5 separate regions of the Mus musculus genome follow, and all the other regions are linked to region 5. Evidence: chromatin contacts called from public ChIA-PET, Hi-C, HiChIP or PLAC-seq and promoter capture Hi-C data. All regions are on one chromosome and are shown on one strand. The core of a region is the stretch at or near the end of the contact, and the rest is flanking DNA. Distances in the headings are between cores, read along the strand shown. Region 1 holds the start of Faf2 (Fas associated factor family member 2). Region 2 has its middle 22 kb from the start of Tspan17. Region 3 holds the start of B4galt7 (xylosylprotein beta1,4-galactosyltransferase, polypeptide 7 (galactosyltransferase I)). Region 4 holds the start of Gprin1 (G protein-regulated inducer of neurite outgrowth 1). Region 5 holds the start of Zfp346 (zinc finger protein 346).

Region 1 (2,700 bases), core at 198-2,697, 480 kb before region 5:
CACCTATGAATGTCTGGAACTGGAGTTTTAGACTTTTTCGAGCTGCCATGTTGGTGCTGGGAACTGAACTTAAGTCCTCTGGAAGAATAGACAATGCTCTTAACTGCTGAGCCATCTCTCCAGTGCTAGAATTTTGTTTTGTTTTTGAGACTGGGTTTCCCCTGTGTAGCCCTGGCTGTTCTGGAACTTGATTTGTAGACCAGGCTGACCTGGAACTCAGGGATCCACCTGCCTCTACCAACTGAGTACTGGGATTAAAGGTATGTGCTGCCATGCCCTGCTATATACAGACTTTTTTTTTTTTTTTTGTCCACTCATCTACTGGTAGACACTTAGGCTGAGTCTATGATTTATTGTGCATATCAGTAAGTATGTGAATTACAGGTATGTCTATAGTAAACTGACTTTGACTCTTGGAAGTGTGCACCAGAACTGGTGTAGCTGGGTTGTATAACAGTTCTAACTAATTGTGAGGGGAGTCTTTATTCTGATTTCTGTAATGGATGAACTAATAATTTAGTTTCCCATCAGCAGAACATCACTTCTCCCTAGTATGGCTGCTATTAAAAAATTGCTCGTGTGGCTCACGTTTTTATTGGACAATATTAGGCTAAGAAGGGCCTAAAGGTTAGGAATAAAATGCACTCGGGGTGTGTGTGTGTGTGTGTGTGTGTGTGTGTGTTGTTCCTTTGATTGTTGTCGTTTTGACACACGGTCTCATTATGTAGTGCAGGTTGCTCTTGAGTTCAAGATCTTCAAGTCTTGGCCACCGCAGTGTGCCCAGGAAAAGGCAAAGGAGGAATGGGCAGGCTTTAAGTCAATCGCGTTCAACCAAAAGTAACAGAGTCTAGGTGGCTTGCTCCAGGATACCCTTCGTATGCAAGGAATCATACACACTTAAAGTCAAGTTTCCTTGACTCAGACCAACTATCTTATCTTTGGTCTGTCAAAGGGATGAAGGGCGAGTGGCCTGGGCATGAGGTTGGACGAGGTACAGAGCTGAGTGTCTGGGAAGCACCATTAACCTGGTTACAGACACTCCTAGCAAGAGACAACAAAGCCTCACCACTGTTTCCCCTAATAAGGCAGACCAACTTTATGAAAGGATTAAGTATCAAACTGGCGCTATTTCGTGAAAGCAATCGTTTCCTGAGAAATCTTCAAGAATATCGTAGATAATTTAAAAAAACGGTTAAGGAGCAGCCAAATTGCGGGACTCTCTCGAGCTCCTGGAGGTACACTGACCCTCTGGGGTCTGTCATCTTTTCATCAATTTTAGATCTTTGGGAGATAGATCGGCAGGGTCCTGAATTGTTCGGCCTAGACACGCGAACGTCGCCCTCTGGTGGCGAGATTCGGAAGGGGGCGGGGAGGGTGCCCGCGAGTTAGCGCGCGCAGACGCAGTTGAGTCCCGGCGGCGGTTCAGGCCGGAAGTGGTTACACCTGAGATCACTTCCGGCGGGTGACGGTGCGGACGGGTCAGGAGCGTAGAGGCGGCGGCAAAATGGCGGCGCCTGAGGAGCAGGATCTAACTCAGGAGCAGACCGAGAAGCTGCTGCAGTTTCAGGTAGCAGCGAGTTCTCGGTGCAGCCCAGGCCGCCGCGGGATGGGGAGTGGGACCCTAGAGGAGCGCAAAACCATCCTCAGGTTGGGGTTGGGACCAGTTTCAAACCCGCAGGCGGCCCCCTCCCCCCCAGACGCCAACTGCCCGGATTTCCCCGGCGCCCAACCTCTGTGGGTCCTCAGCCTTCCAGCCACCTCTGCTAGCCGGGCTCGACCACAGTGGGTCAGCTGCCTTGATTTCCCGTAGCGTCGCTGGTCTGCAATCCTTGCCGGCCTGATTAACCCGCCAGACCCTCTCCGCCCATCGATTGGTGGGGATGTGCTAGAGATAACTCAGATCCCCAATCGCAGAGTTGGCATCAGCTTGCAGGGCTGGACCGCAGACCACCACCATCCCATGTTATTCACCGACGCTTGCTGGGGGTCTCTCGGTGGTCCCTAGGGCTCGTGTTGGGTGGTTGTAGTGGGGAAAAGAAGCGCCCACACACAGACCTGGCACCTGCCCTAGAAATGTGGGAGGACGCCTCTGGAGGAAACAATGTAACATGAAGTATCATCGAAGGCCTCTGACTGGATTTGTTGCCCTTCGGCTTGCTCCTGAACGGCTGACTCTGCTTGAGGAGGGTGGCAACCTGCAGGACCCGCCCCATTAAGTGGATGTTTCTGGTTTTGTTTTGTTTTGTTTTAAAAAAAAAAAGGCTCTAAGCACTTTAATCAGGTGGAGGGTCTGGTGGGAGGATGCCACCCGGGTGGTGGTAACCATGGCATTAGCCGTATCCTTAGTTCTTACATATAACTTCAAAATGTCTATTCCCTTGCGGATGTTTTAGGAGGTAAACTGAGTTTATGGGTGTTACACGGTATTTAGAAGACTTTGGGGCCGGGCAGTGGTGGCGCACGCCTTTAATCCCAGTACTCGGGAGGCAGAGGCAGGGGGATTTCTGAGTTCGAGGCCAGCCTGGTCTACAGAGTGAGTTCCAGGACAGCCAGGGCTACACAGAGAAACCCTGTCTCGAAAAAACAAAAAACAAAAAAAAAAAAAACAAAAAAAAAAAAAGAAGAAGAAGACAACTTTGTAAACTGTAAAATGTGCCTAAACAGTTGTTACTATTAATAATCATTTTCCAGATAAATTGA
Region 2 (2,700 bases), core at 9-2,508, 290 kb before region 5:
TATTATGTGTACAGCATTCTGCTTGCACGTATGACTGCACGCCAGAAGAGGGCAACAGATTTCATTAGAGATGGCTATGAGTCACCCTATGGTTGCTGGGAATTGAACTTAGGACCTCTGGAAGTGCAGCCAGTGGTCTTAACTTCTGAGCTATCTCTCCAGCCCCCAAGTTATGATTTTGAGAGATAATAATTTCTTAGCAATCAAAAAACAAAAAAGAATACTTGATAAAAGCCATCTAAGAGTCACGTAGAAGAGAGAGCTCGTAAAAGGCAGCTGAAAGACATCTAGAACATAACTTTCTTCTTCTCCGTCTCCTCCTCCTCCTCCTCCTCCTTTCTTCTTCTTCTTCTTCTTCTTCTTCTTCTTCTTCTTCTTCTTCTTCTTCTTCTTCTTCTTCTTCTTCTTCTTCTTCTTCTTCTTCTTCTTCTTCTTCTTCTTCTCCTTCTCCTCCTCCTCCTCCTCCTCCTTCTCCTCCTCCTCCTCCTCCTCCTCCTCCTCCTCCTCCTTCTTCTCACTATGTAGCCCTCACTGTCCTGAAACTCACTTTGTAGACCAGGCTAGTTTCAGACTCACAGAGATCCACCTGCCTCTGCCTCTCAAATGTTGGGTTTAAGGTGTGCACCATTATGCCTGTCTCACCTTTATTCTTAACATTGGGATGTTAGGAGACAGATGCAGATGCAGATACTAACCCTTCGTGCTTCGTTGCCAAAGCAATAACACAAGAAAATAAATAAGGTGTATGAAGGTTAGCAGGGAAGAGATGAGGGTAGGAACTATCTTTCCTCTCATTTCCAACTGAGCCAATACTTAACGCTTATTCAGTTGAGTAAAAATTCAGCAGGTCCCTAAAGAACATTCTAAACAGCTCAAGGAGACCCTTTAATACCAAGTGCCTGAGAAAGTTCATGTATTGGGCAAGTTCAAATGGCATTGCCAGAATGATAGGTGACCAGAAGGGAATGGGATGCCAGGAAAGACTTAGGTTTCAAAGGAATTGGTGTTGATCCCTCAGGCAGACGATATGTTCAGGTCAGTGGAATCTCTGTGGTGAGGGGAAGAAGACATCTGGCTTCCAGATGGAGAACACGGAGCTGGGGGCAAACTAGAAAACCTGTTCTAGCCAGGAGGAGCTGCAGTAATTAGAATTCCGGAGAATCTCTACTCGTTTCCCTGAGTCATATGGACTCAGAACAGCCTACTGCTTTCTACAGGGCTCAAAAATAGAGTCAATTTCCTGTCTCATCCGTTTCCTGCCAGGCTTGGATTCTTGTGGTACCTGTGATGTGCTCAGGAGAGTATCAGTAGCTCACGGGTGGCTGAGTGTCAGGTATCTGCTGCTTCTGCCTGGTCCTCGAATCTTCCTCACCATCTGGGTATTCCTGTGTGGATCCCACCCATGTCCTCTCAGGGGCAGGGTCACAGAACCCATGCGTGGGACAGCATGCTCCAGCTTCCTGGCTGTGGAGAGTGGACAAATGGCTGTTGCTCTCTGGTTTTGCTCGGAAACATATGCTCCTTCTTCAAGCTCCAGATCTGCCCACAACTGCTTTCCTGAGCATGGCCCTCTGCAGGAATGATGCAGAGAAACACAGGATCAGTAAATCATGGCCAACCCTGGGGACCATATTTGAGCCCTTAGATCTAGCCATATCTGATGGCAGAATCCCCCTCCCACCCTTGTTTTGTTTTTTGTTTTTGGATTCGGCCACTTGCAACCAAGAGTTTTGACTAGGGACTGGAGAGATGGCTCAGCCATTAAGAGCACTGGCTGCTCTTCCAGAGGATCTGGGTTTGATTCCCATAAGCCACATGGCAGCTCACAACTGTTCATAACCTTAATTACAGGAGCTCTGACACCCCCCACAACAGTACATATAAAATAGAGATAAATAGACAAACAAACAAACAAACAAACAAACAAACAAGTTTTGACTAAGGTCCAAGAAAATGGCTCAAAGCCTGAAGACCTGAGTTTGACTCCCAGAATCCATGTTGAAAGTTGTCCTCTGTTCTCTGCACACACTTTAGTGCACCCTCCCCCACCCAGAAAATACACACATAGATGGAAAAACTATAAATATAGAGAGTCTTGACTGACGAAATGGGAAAATAGGAGACGCTGAGGGTGAGGTTGAACACACCCTCTCATGAGAAGACAGGTGCAGACAGAGTTTCTGAGTGGGTTTGAAGCTGGCAGCCTCTTCTCTGTACCTGGGGAACGGAGGTATGCCTAAGACTCAGACTAAATGCACCCATGTTAAGTCCATACTTCAATGCATTTTATAGATGCTTTTGTTCTCCGGGAGACTTCTACCGCAATCAGGCTGGAGACCATCTCAGCACCCTAAGGTGCCCTGGGACTGCTCAGCAGCTCTGCTCTTCCTCACTTGCCACAGGCCATCAAGCTGCTTTCTGCCACTGTGGGCTGATTCTGTCTTCTTTCTTTCTTTCCTCCTTTCTTTCTTTCTTTCTTTCTTTCTTTCTTTCTTTCTTTCTTTCTTTCTTTCTCTTTCTTTCTTTCTTTCTTTCCTTCTTTCTTTCTTTCTTTCCTTCTTCCTCCTTCCTTCCTTCCTTTCTTCCTTCCTTCCTTCCTTCCTTCCTTTCTTTCTTTCTTTCTTTCTTTCTTTCTTTCTTTTTTCCTTCCTTCCTTTCTTTCTTTCTCTCTTTCTTTCTTCTTCTCCTTCTTTTTTTTTT
Region 3 (2,700 bases), core at 180-2,679, 490 kb after region 5:
CCGCCTGGCTAATTTGGGTTTTTATGTAAAATTTAGTTTCTTGAGTTTGAGGTCTAACACTAGAGCAACAGGTCACCTGACTGTCTTATCGCCTGATGGCCCTGCCTAACTGGTCTCTGCAGGAGGTCAATCCTGCCTTTAAGATCTGCCACATCAGGCTGGAGAGATGACTCAGTGGTTAAGAGCACTGACTGATCTTCCAGAGGTCCTGAGTTCAATTCCCAGCAACCACATGGTGTCTCACAACCGTCTGTAATGGGCATCCGATGCCTTCTGATGTGTCTGAAGAGAGTGACAGTGTACTCACATATATAAAATAAATCTTAAAAGAAAATTAAAAAAAAAAAAAAGGTCTGCCCCATCTATGGTTGACTTGGTAAGTTTCTGGTGTGGGATGCAGAGCCCTAGGTGAGCCACAGAGCAAATCATTGAGTTGTGTTTGTTAGGGTTTAAGAGGGGAAAGAAAGTTAAGAACAATTAACTTAACCAATAGTGAAGATCTACCTTGAAACAATGCACTTGAAATTGGAGATCATGGATTGTGGCTGGAAAGATTGTGCACACAAACCAATGACCTGCCTGTGCCTTGGTCCTTTCATCTTCACAATGGAAATAATACCTATTCATAAAGACTGAATAAAAGCACAGCCATAAAGAACTTAGAACAGGAGCTGGAGAGATGGCTCGATGCTCTTCCAGAGGTCCTGAGTTCAAATCTCAGCAACCACATGGTGGCTCACGGGCTGACAACCATCCGTAATGAGATCTGATGCCCTCTCCTGGACTGTCTGAAGTCAGCTACAGTGTACTTACATATAATAACTAAATCTTAAAAAAAAATGAGTAGCACAAAGTAAAACTTAATAAATGTTAGGTACTTATTAGAATATTAAATTTTGCCTGAAAGAACAGACATGAAGTCTAGTAACTGCCTCTCTTTTCCCAGGTGGGGAAGAGGGGAAGAGAGTAGATAAATTCACACAGGCAAAGAGGCGGCTCAGTCTCCTATTCATTCCTTAGGTTCTCAAATCGGACGACAGCATTTATATAGTGTGACTGTGCCAAGCACTGCACCAAATGGGTTTTCGTTTCCTACAATGACCACACAGAATACGAACAATTTATATAACCCAAGTGATGAAACCGTCACAGAGAAATCGACTCGCCTCAGCGTTGTTAAATTATCAGAGCAGTGTTTGAAGCACAATCAGTCTTCCGAGATCAGCTCCGAATTCTGAACTGGATCTTATGCTCCAAGAGTACGTGCTTTCTCTGCTGGGCTGACCGTAGGAATGCTGCGATGATACCAGCCTTCACTTGGGGGAAAAAGGAGGAAGATGTACCTTATCCCAGACGTTCTGTTATGCAGTACACGTCTAGTTCCAGCTAGTCTCTAGCTTGTTTGGTCGCCTTTGACTTGGGTGATGGGAGGGAACTCCCTTTCTTGTGACATCCAGTGGGCCCTTGTATGTAGTGAGAACCTAGCTAGGTCCCGCCATCGGTTCTCCAGACAGCAGAACCTTATAAGCTGTGGCTCTGAGGTGCAGCCGGCCCAACCGGAGGGACGGACTCGGCGGACCGGGGGGCGGGGCGGGGGCGGAGACGCCGCGTAGGCTGGGCAGGCCGGGCAGCGGGGCTTTGAGCCAGAGCCCCATGTCCTGCTGTGTCCCGCCACGATGTTGCCCTCCCGGAGGAAAGCGGCGCAGCTGCCCTGGGAGGATGGCAGGTGAGCGGCCGCAACGGGCAGGAGCCGCGTCCCCCTGGGTGCCATTCCTTTTCTCGACCTCCTGCAAATCTTAGCAGCCCTACGCTGTCGCATCTGGGTTTCTGGGGGTCACCCTGAGTGTTTGTGGTTCTCTGGGGGTGGGGGGAACGTCATTGGTATTGTCTGCACGGCTCTCTTTTCCTACTAGCTTCTATTCTGCGCGTCCCTGTGTCTGGGTCTCTGCCTTGCTCTCTCCATTGATCTTTTTGTTTGGACCGCGAACTAGTCCAGTGGCTCTCAACCTGTGGGTCGCGGCCCCCTTGGGTTGCATATATCAGACATTTATGTTACGATTCATAACAATAACAAAACCACAAATGTGGAATAACGACGACATTTATGGTTGGGGACCACCACAACCGTGAGGAGTTGTATAAAAGGGCTGCAGCAGTAGGAAGGCTGAGAACCACTCTTTCTCCTGTGCCTTTGTGTGTTTGTCTGTCTGTTTTCATGTAGCAGATGATTCTGTTCGTTTCTTACAGCGGATCTCTCTGTGTTGTGGCGCTGAAGGTCTTTATTTATTTATTTATTTATTTTCTGTCTGCCCCGTCATATCCATGTGACTTCAAATCCTATCCTTCGCCTTCATGCCCTCTCATACTTTGCGGTTGGCCGGGAAGATCACACCAGACAGAGCTTCCTGTGTTCTCTTCCTGGTTGGTTAGCCATTGCCTGTCTTATACTAGACACACCCAGTAGTTCATTTCCTGTGCTGCTGTACTTGTGTGGGGGTCTGCTTTAAGTGTTAGGTGTGAGTCTGGCTCATACCCGAGTTTAAGATATTTCTCACTGAAACAGAATGGCGGAGGTGATTTTCCTGCCTAGATTTATGGGGCATTACACTTTTAGGCTTGAAGCATCTTTTTGTTTGGACCTTGGGCTAGTCCAGTGGTTCTCAACCTGTGGGTCGCGCCCCCCCATGGGTTGCATACATC
Region 4 (2,794 bases), core at 152-2,651, 360 kb before region 5:
GGCTCACACGCAGGGCGGTCCTGTGAATGCAGAGATAGGAGGCCAGCCTGGCTTTCCCTTTTCCTCTAGGATTTCTTCCCAGTCTGGAGTCATCTCTACACCCCCAGCCAGGGCCAGAGCTGCTAGGCACCTGCAAACATCTCCTGCTATGGTAACAAGACTGACAAAGGCTTGTGTACATTTGTGAGTGTGACTGAAAAAAATCCCAGTCTTCTGCCACTTGTCCTGTCATCTCCTAGTGTCCCCCCACCCCACGGCGACCCCCCCCCCCGCCCGGCAGCTGCTGCAGGTGAAGGAGTCTGTAACAAAAGGCCTTCTTTGAGAAACACTCCCCAGGCCATCTGTCCATGTGTTCATCCACCAAGCCACAGAAGGGCAAGGATGGATGCTCAAAGGTGTGCGGACTTGTGCTAGTGCCAGTTGAAAAAGAGCAGCAGGCTAAGAGACAATGCAAGGGTGTGCACAGGGTCACAGCCTGCTCCAGGGTGGAGGGTACAGGAGGGGCGTAAGCACGAGCCGGAGCAGTGAGGTTGGATGTCGGTTAGAGTATTGCTGACTTGGATCCAGGATTGATGCTCTGAGTGCGTAGCCTCACCTGGGTTGCACTAGGTGGGTTGCACAGGTGGCCGGATGTGTGAATCTGATGGAATGACCAAAGCCCGTGTGTGTGTGTGTGTGTGTGTGTGTGTGTGTGTGTGTGTGTGTGTGTTCGCGTGTGTATGTGTGTATACCTTTGGCATCGTCCAAAAATGAGGTTCCCAAGCATGAACGCGGTGTGTGACCACGTCCAGGACTGTGTGCCACACTGGGTGTGTGACGGGGTGGGATGAATCAATGAGAGCGGCCCCTCCCCCCGGTGGCGGGAATCGCCCCCTCCCGCACCGCGGTGCGGAACAAAGCGGCGGGCAGCGGAGCTGGACGCGGGGCGGCCTCTGCCCACACCACAGGCCGGGGCCGTTCACCGGGGCCCCGCCCCACCGCGCCCCGCCCCGCCGCCCCCGCCCCGCAGCCCGAGCCCGATGCCCGGCGCGGCCCAGGACCCTGGACAGCGGCCCCGGTCCGCGCGCCCTACGGCCCAACGCGCGCCCGCAGCTTACCCGCGCCGGCTCCTCGTAGCTCCGGCTCGCGCCGCGCAGACCACCCCGGTGCTCCTCGGCCGCGCTGGCGGGCGGACCCGACTCCGCGCCGTCCCTGGTCGGCTGGGCGCCCCGCCCCGGGCATGCGCGCTGGGTGCACTCGGGAGCCGGGAGGGGGCGCCGCGGGGGCGCGCGAGGGCCGGCAGACGCCGCCCGGCCCTGGGGACCGCGCGCCCGCCTGGTGCTCAGCTGGGAGCACCGCGGGCGCACGGGCGGCGGCCGCACCGAAACCCCGGTCTTCCCGATTTGCCTGCTGCCTCAGCGAGGAAATTTCCCGCGTCCCTCTCGGCCGCACTTCCGGCCTCTGCCCCCTCCGCCCCGCCCCCGGCCCTTTGTCTCGCTGCTGCCCACGCTCCGGCGAGTGGCGGCCCTGGGCTGGGAGGCGCTCGGCGTCCTCCCTGCAGCAGCCTCCCCGACGGGGAGTCCGCCCACCCTCTCTGGTCTGGGTATGCCCGGTCTCCTCCTCCTGGATACTCTCCAACAAGTCACCTCGCCTCTTTGAGCCTCAGTTTTTACGTCTGTAACTAGTATTAAATCGCCTCATAGCGATCTTAAAAAAGAAAGTGCTTGAAAGAAGGTGTTTAGGAGTCCACTTGAGTGAACCGCTGAAGGCGTGAGGACTCGCTGCCTGTTTCTCTCTACATTTGAGCAGAGGAGTGGGACCCTGTCCTTGGACTTCTCAGATGCGAACTCTGTGATATCTTGGAAGTGGTAAAAAGATCCCTGTGCCTGAACTGTGAAGCCACTTGCTAGATTACTAATGCAAATGAAAATCTTAGACAGGGACACAGAGCTAAAATTTGACTTTTAGGTGTCAATGGCTTCCATGTCCAATCAGGCCAAGTGAATAGTCTGCGCACTTTTTTTTTTTTTCAAATATGGCTAAGTTTCTTGTTTGTGGTCACACCATTCCTTAGTAGGTCGAATTGGGGTTGCAAATTTATACAGGCCACTTTCTGAAGCCCCACACTTGGGCTTATGTTTTAGTAACCATTGCTTATCTGTTTACCTTACCTTAATAACAGTAAGAAAATCTAGATGGCAAGTGAACATTTAAAATCCACAGGAAAAGCCAGGAGTAGCGACACTGCCTGTAATCCCAGCACTCAGGTGTCTAGAGCAGGTCGGTAATCCTGAGTTCTGAGCCAGCCTGATCTATATAGTGAGTACTTGATCAGCTTGGACAAGACTGATATAATAAAACTAGCAAGACTTTGTTTCCAAAAAAAATCTCAAAACAATGGAATTTATGTCGGAGAGCACGGACCCGTTTTCAGGACCACGGACAGCGCACAGAAGAGTCGCTCTCCTATTTTCTTGGTGCTGAAAATGGTTTTTCCACTGCCCAAGAGGGTACTTAGCTTCAGAATTTACAAACCCTGGTCCACATTCATCATTTCACCTATTGCCAGATGCCCCCTCAAGGTGAGTATTATTGGCTTTCTGGCAAGCAGGAAGGAACCGAGGCTTGGGAGGTCCATGAGACACACAAAAGTGGCAAGAACCAGCTTTGATTTTCAGCAGTCTCACCAGAGGCAGAATGACTCTGGAGCAGAACCAAGTATATTGCGAAGTCTGTGGCAGTGGTTCAGGTGAGGACTGGTTATAAATGAAGCCGCAAGCCTTTGATAAGATGGAGTGGAGGCGACTCTTAACTA
Region 5 (2,753 bases), core at 194-2,693:
CAAGGCCAGTTGGGTCTACATAGTAAGTCCCAGGACAGCCAGGGCTACATAGGTCCTGTCTCAAAAATATAACAACAAATAATAATAACAATAACAGTAATAATAATAATAAAACTAATATTACAGCAATATAAGACCAGCAGTGCCCTATTTTACCTCATTATCATGTAAAACAGTGTTTTGTTTTGTTTCCTACCGTGTAAAATGGACCAAGATTCCATTTTACAAGCAGCCTGTGTCTCCACCTTGAGGGTAGAAGTAAACTGTATTCCTCAGTGGACCCAAACTCCTATTTGCTCGGCACCACTCATCGGCAGAGATTGATAAACGACTTATTCCTGAGAACAGAGGATGCTACCTCATAAACTTATTGGGAATGAACTGAGAACAAGCCCAAGAACTTATCAGATACTGCAGACCAAGGAGAAGCTCTAACTCTCTCATCCAGACCCCATAAAGTGAAGATGGCTCCCAACACTAGCCTCAAATACATCATGACAATCCTCCTGCCTCAGCCTCCAGAGTGATATAATTACAGGCAGGCACCACATCCAACCTTATTATTGTCTGGGTTTTTGTTTGTTTTGTGGGTGTGTTTTGTTTCGTTGAGAGATGATCTATTATTGGAGCAGAGGTTTGTCTTGAACTCCTGGTCGTCTTGCGTCCTCCAGAGTACTTTGACCACAGCCTTAACTATCTTTTTCTCGAACAATGTCTTTTTTTTCTCAAATGTGCATTTCTCTAACCTTAGTCTCCCAAATTTTGGAATAGCAAGTATGAGCCACCGTGCTCAGCCATTAGTAAGTGCTTCTTAGACAGGGTCTCAGGTAGCCCAGGCTGGCCTCAAGCTCCTAATCTTATATCCTCCACCTCCTGTGTATTGAGATGAAGAGCTGTACCATTATGTCTGCTTTAATAAGCTAAGTAAAACATTTCTAGAATCTGGGTCTTAGGTTCTCTTCCAAAGAAATGGGAGAAATTGCCGGGCATGGTGGTGCATGCCTTTGATCCCAGCACTCGGGAGGCAGAGGCAGGAGGATTTCTGAGTTCGAGGCCAGCCTGGTCTTCAGAGTGAGTTCCAGGACAGCCAGGGCTACACAGAGAAACCCTGTCTCGAAAAACCAAAAAGAAAAAAGAAAAGAAATGGGAGATAATTTTCCACATATAGAAAAAGGAAATGACAAGTGTCCGTCAGTGGCTCACCTTGAGCAAAACTGAGAGCCCTGAGCTAAGAAGTGATCAACATGAACCGTTTTTTTCCAATTCACTGGACTCCTAAGGCGCCAGAGGAACCAAAACAAAATGAGCCTCTGGGCCCCGCCTCCTCTGGGCCCCGCCCCCTCAGGGCCCCGCCCCAGCGGGACTCTGCAGAGCCCAAACTTCGCGAGAGTTGCTGGCCGGGTCAAATCCCCGCCCACCCACTGCTCGTGGTAGCAGGCCGCATGCGCAGCTTCTTAACGGCGCGTCTTGCCGGAAAGATGGAGTGTCCTGCGCCCGATGCTACGGATGCTGCGGACCCTGGAGAAGCCGGACCGTACAAGGGCTCCGAGGAGCCGGAGGGTCGGGAACCGGACGGAGTGCGCTTTGACCGCGAGAGGGCGCGTCGCCTGTGGGAAGCTGTGTCCGGTGCGCAGCCGGCGGGGAGGGAGGAAGGTGAGTCGGGGGCTCCGGGGTTGGCGGCTGGACCGAGGCGGGATGGGATGGCCCTGCCTCCTGTCACTCCCCTGGCGCCCGCCAGCCTCTGCACGACGTTCCGGAGCTGCGAGCTCGCTCTCGCGAAGGGTGCTGGACCTAGTAACTCGTTACCCTGCGGAATTTGTCCGTCCTCCTTTCCAGGGCGTTCACTTGCGAACAGTTTCCCCCCATTCTAGGTCTTGTCCTCTTAGACAGCGACAGGACTTTCCCAGCCTGACTCGTAGGCGAGCCAGCCCCCGTCCCTGTCTGTCTTTAATTCCACAACTCCACATTGCTTCTCTTTCCTCTCAAAGCCCTATGGTTCTGACAGATCCGAATAGCTTTATTTAATTTACTTCATTATTATTACATTTATTTTGCGACGCCTCTCACTGTTCCAACTCGTGGTGGACCTCCTGCCCTCATCCTTCCTAGTGAGAGGGAGGACCAACGTGAGCTCTGGAAGGTCTTCTTGAATCCCAGCTCCTGGGCTTGATGACTGCGTCCTGGTTTGCCATGTTTCTTCCTTGGTAGACTTGGCTGGCCTTGAACTTGCATGGGTCTCCCTGCCTCAGTGTGGGCATCGCTGGCTTGCACCACTATGTCCTTCAAAACCGTATTTCTGTGTCTGTTGCCAACAGCTTTTTCCACTGAGGAGGCCCAGGAGGCGGGGAAGCTTAGGTATTCATCTTGCCTCTGACTGCTTCATCTCACACTCGATGCAGAGTTGTGGAGAACAGTGTATACTCACTCAGGGTGCACTTCTGGGCAGAACCTTACCAGATGGCTCTGTTTGAACCAAAACTGGGTGGGTAACAAGGATACTAGAGGAGTGCAGGGCGAGCTGGCCTCTTTCTCTTTTCAGAGTCCCTTCCCGAGCTAGCTACTTAATACTAACCCAAATGTACAAGAACTGTTATCTGGGTTTCTGTGCTAACCTATCAGGTCCCTGCAGAGAAGTCTTTCCCTGGTTATTTTGCTTGCTGAGCAGACTAATCTTGGGAAGTTTAATGTGTTTGTGAACTGCTTGCCCTGGATAAAATTGGGATTTTTTTTTTTTTTTACCATATTAAAGGGAG

The links. Promoter capture Hi-C pulls out the DNA fragments that hold promoters and counts their contacts. A called contact is a pair of places that touch in the nucleus more often than the background predicts. ChIA-PET counts read pairs in DNA pulled down with a chosen protein or histone mark. HiChIP or PLAC-seq counts read pairs in DNA pulled down with a chosen protein or histone mark.
Region 1: an RNA polymerase II ChIA-PET map of effector CD8 T cells shows a contact between it and region 5, with 8 read pairs. The contact joins the promoter of Faf2 here to the promoter of Zfp346 in region 5. A contact is called at or near these places in 9 of 39 promoter capture datasets (the C10 cell line, HPC-7-derived erythroid cells, cranial neural crest and 5 more), 2 of 484 Hi-C or Micro-C datasets (CD4 T cells and CD8 T cells), 2 of 115 datasets of contacts at active chromatin or transcription factors (effector CD8 T cells and thymic regulatory T cells) and 1 of 9 other capture datasets (pancreatic islet).
Region 2: an H3K4me3 HiChIP or PLAC-seq map of forebrain shows a contact between it and region 5, with 6 times the contacts expected there. The contact joins the enhancer-like site here to the promoter of Zfp346 in region 5. A contact is called at or near these places in 6 of 39 promoter capture datasets (the 3T3-L1 cell line, the C10 cell line, the SN4741 cell line and 3 more), 1 of 484 Hi-C or Micro-C datasets (bone marrow-derived macrophages), 14 of 115 datasets of contacts at active chromatin or transcription factors (the 230-238 cell line, the NIH/3T3 cell line, bone marrow-derived macrophages and 9 more) and 4 of 9 other capture datasets (adipose tissue, liver, macrophages and 1 more).
Region 3: a Hi-C map of double positive thymocytes shows a contact between it and region 5, with 5 times the contacts expected there. The contact joins the promoter of B4galt7 here to the promoter of Zfp346 in region 5. A contact is called at or near these places in 6 of 39 promoter capture datasets (the SN4741 cell line, erythroid cells, hematopoietic stem and progenitor cells and 2 more), 4 of 484 Hi-C or Micro-C datasets (double positive thymocytes, embryonic stem cells, erythroblasts and 1 more), 2 of 115 datasets of contacts at active chromatin or transcription factors (bone marrow-derived macrophages and memory CD8 T cells) and 1 of 9 other capture datasets (macrophages).
Region 4: a promoter capture Hi-C map of neural stem cells shows a contact between it and region 5. The contact joins the promoter of Gprin1 here to the promoter of Zfp346 in region 5. A contact is called at or near these places in 6 of 39 promoter capture datasets (the SN4741 cell line, cranial neural crest, embryonic stem cells and 3 more), 1 of 484 Hi-C or Micro-C datasets (embryonic stem cells), 14 of 115 datasets of contacts at active chromatin or transcription factors (embryonic basal ganglia, embryonic forebrain, embryonic hindbrain and 8 more) and 2 of 9 other capture datasets (adipose tissue and macrophages).

What each region holds. Positions count from the first base shown.
Region 1 is chr13:54,620,337-54,623,036 of GRCm38.p6, forward strand. It overlaps Faf2 (Fas associated factor family member 2), which reads left to right and starts at 1,448. Exons shown (of 11, transcript NM_178397.3): 1 at 1,448-1,567. The coding sequence starts at 1,505.
Region 2 is chr13:54,810,458-54,813,157 of GRCm38.p6, forward strand. No RefSeq gene overlaps it. Among named protein-coding and RNA genes, the nearest start is that of Tspan17, 22 kb to the left of the region's middle. Within about 2 kb of position 1,259, at least 11 of the 459 cell types and tissues checked have an H3K27ac peak or open chromatin away from gene starts, as enhancers often do.
Region 3 is chr13:55,598,467-55,601,166 of GRCm38.p6, forward strand. B4galt7 (xylosylprotein beta1,4-galactosyltransferase, polypeptide 7 (galactosyltransferase I)) reads left to right here and starts at 1,430. Exons shown (of 6, transcript NM_146045.2): 1 at 1,430-1,726. The coding sequence starts at 1,677.
Region 4 is chr13:54,748,473-54,751,266 of GRCm38.p6, forward strand. It overlaps Gprin1 (G protein-regulated inducer of neurite outgrowth 1), which reads right to left and starts at 1,402. Exons shown (of 2, transcript NM_001316710.1): 1 at 1,098-1,402.
Region 5 is chr13:55,103,866-55,106,618 of GRCm38.p6, forward strand. Zfp346 (zinc finger protein 346) reads left to right here and starts at 1,444. Exons shown (of 7, transcript NM_012017.2): 1 at 1,444-1,653. The coding sequence starts at 1,479.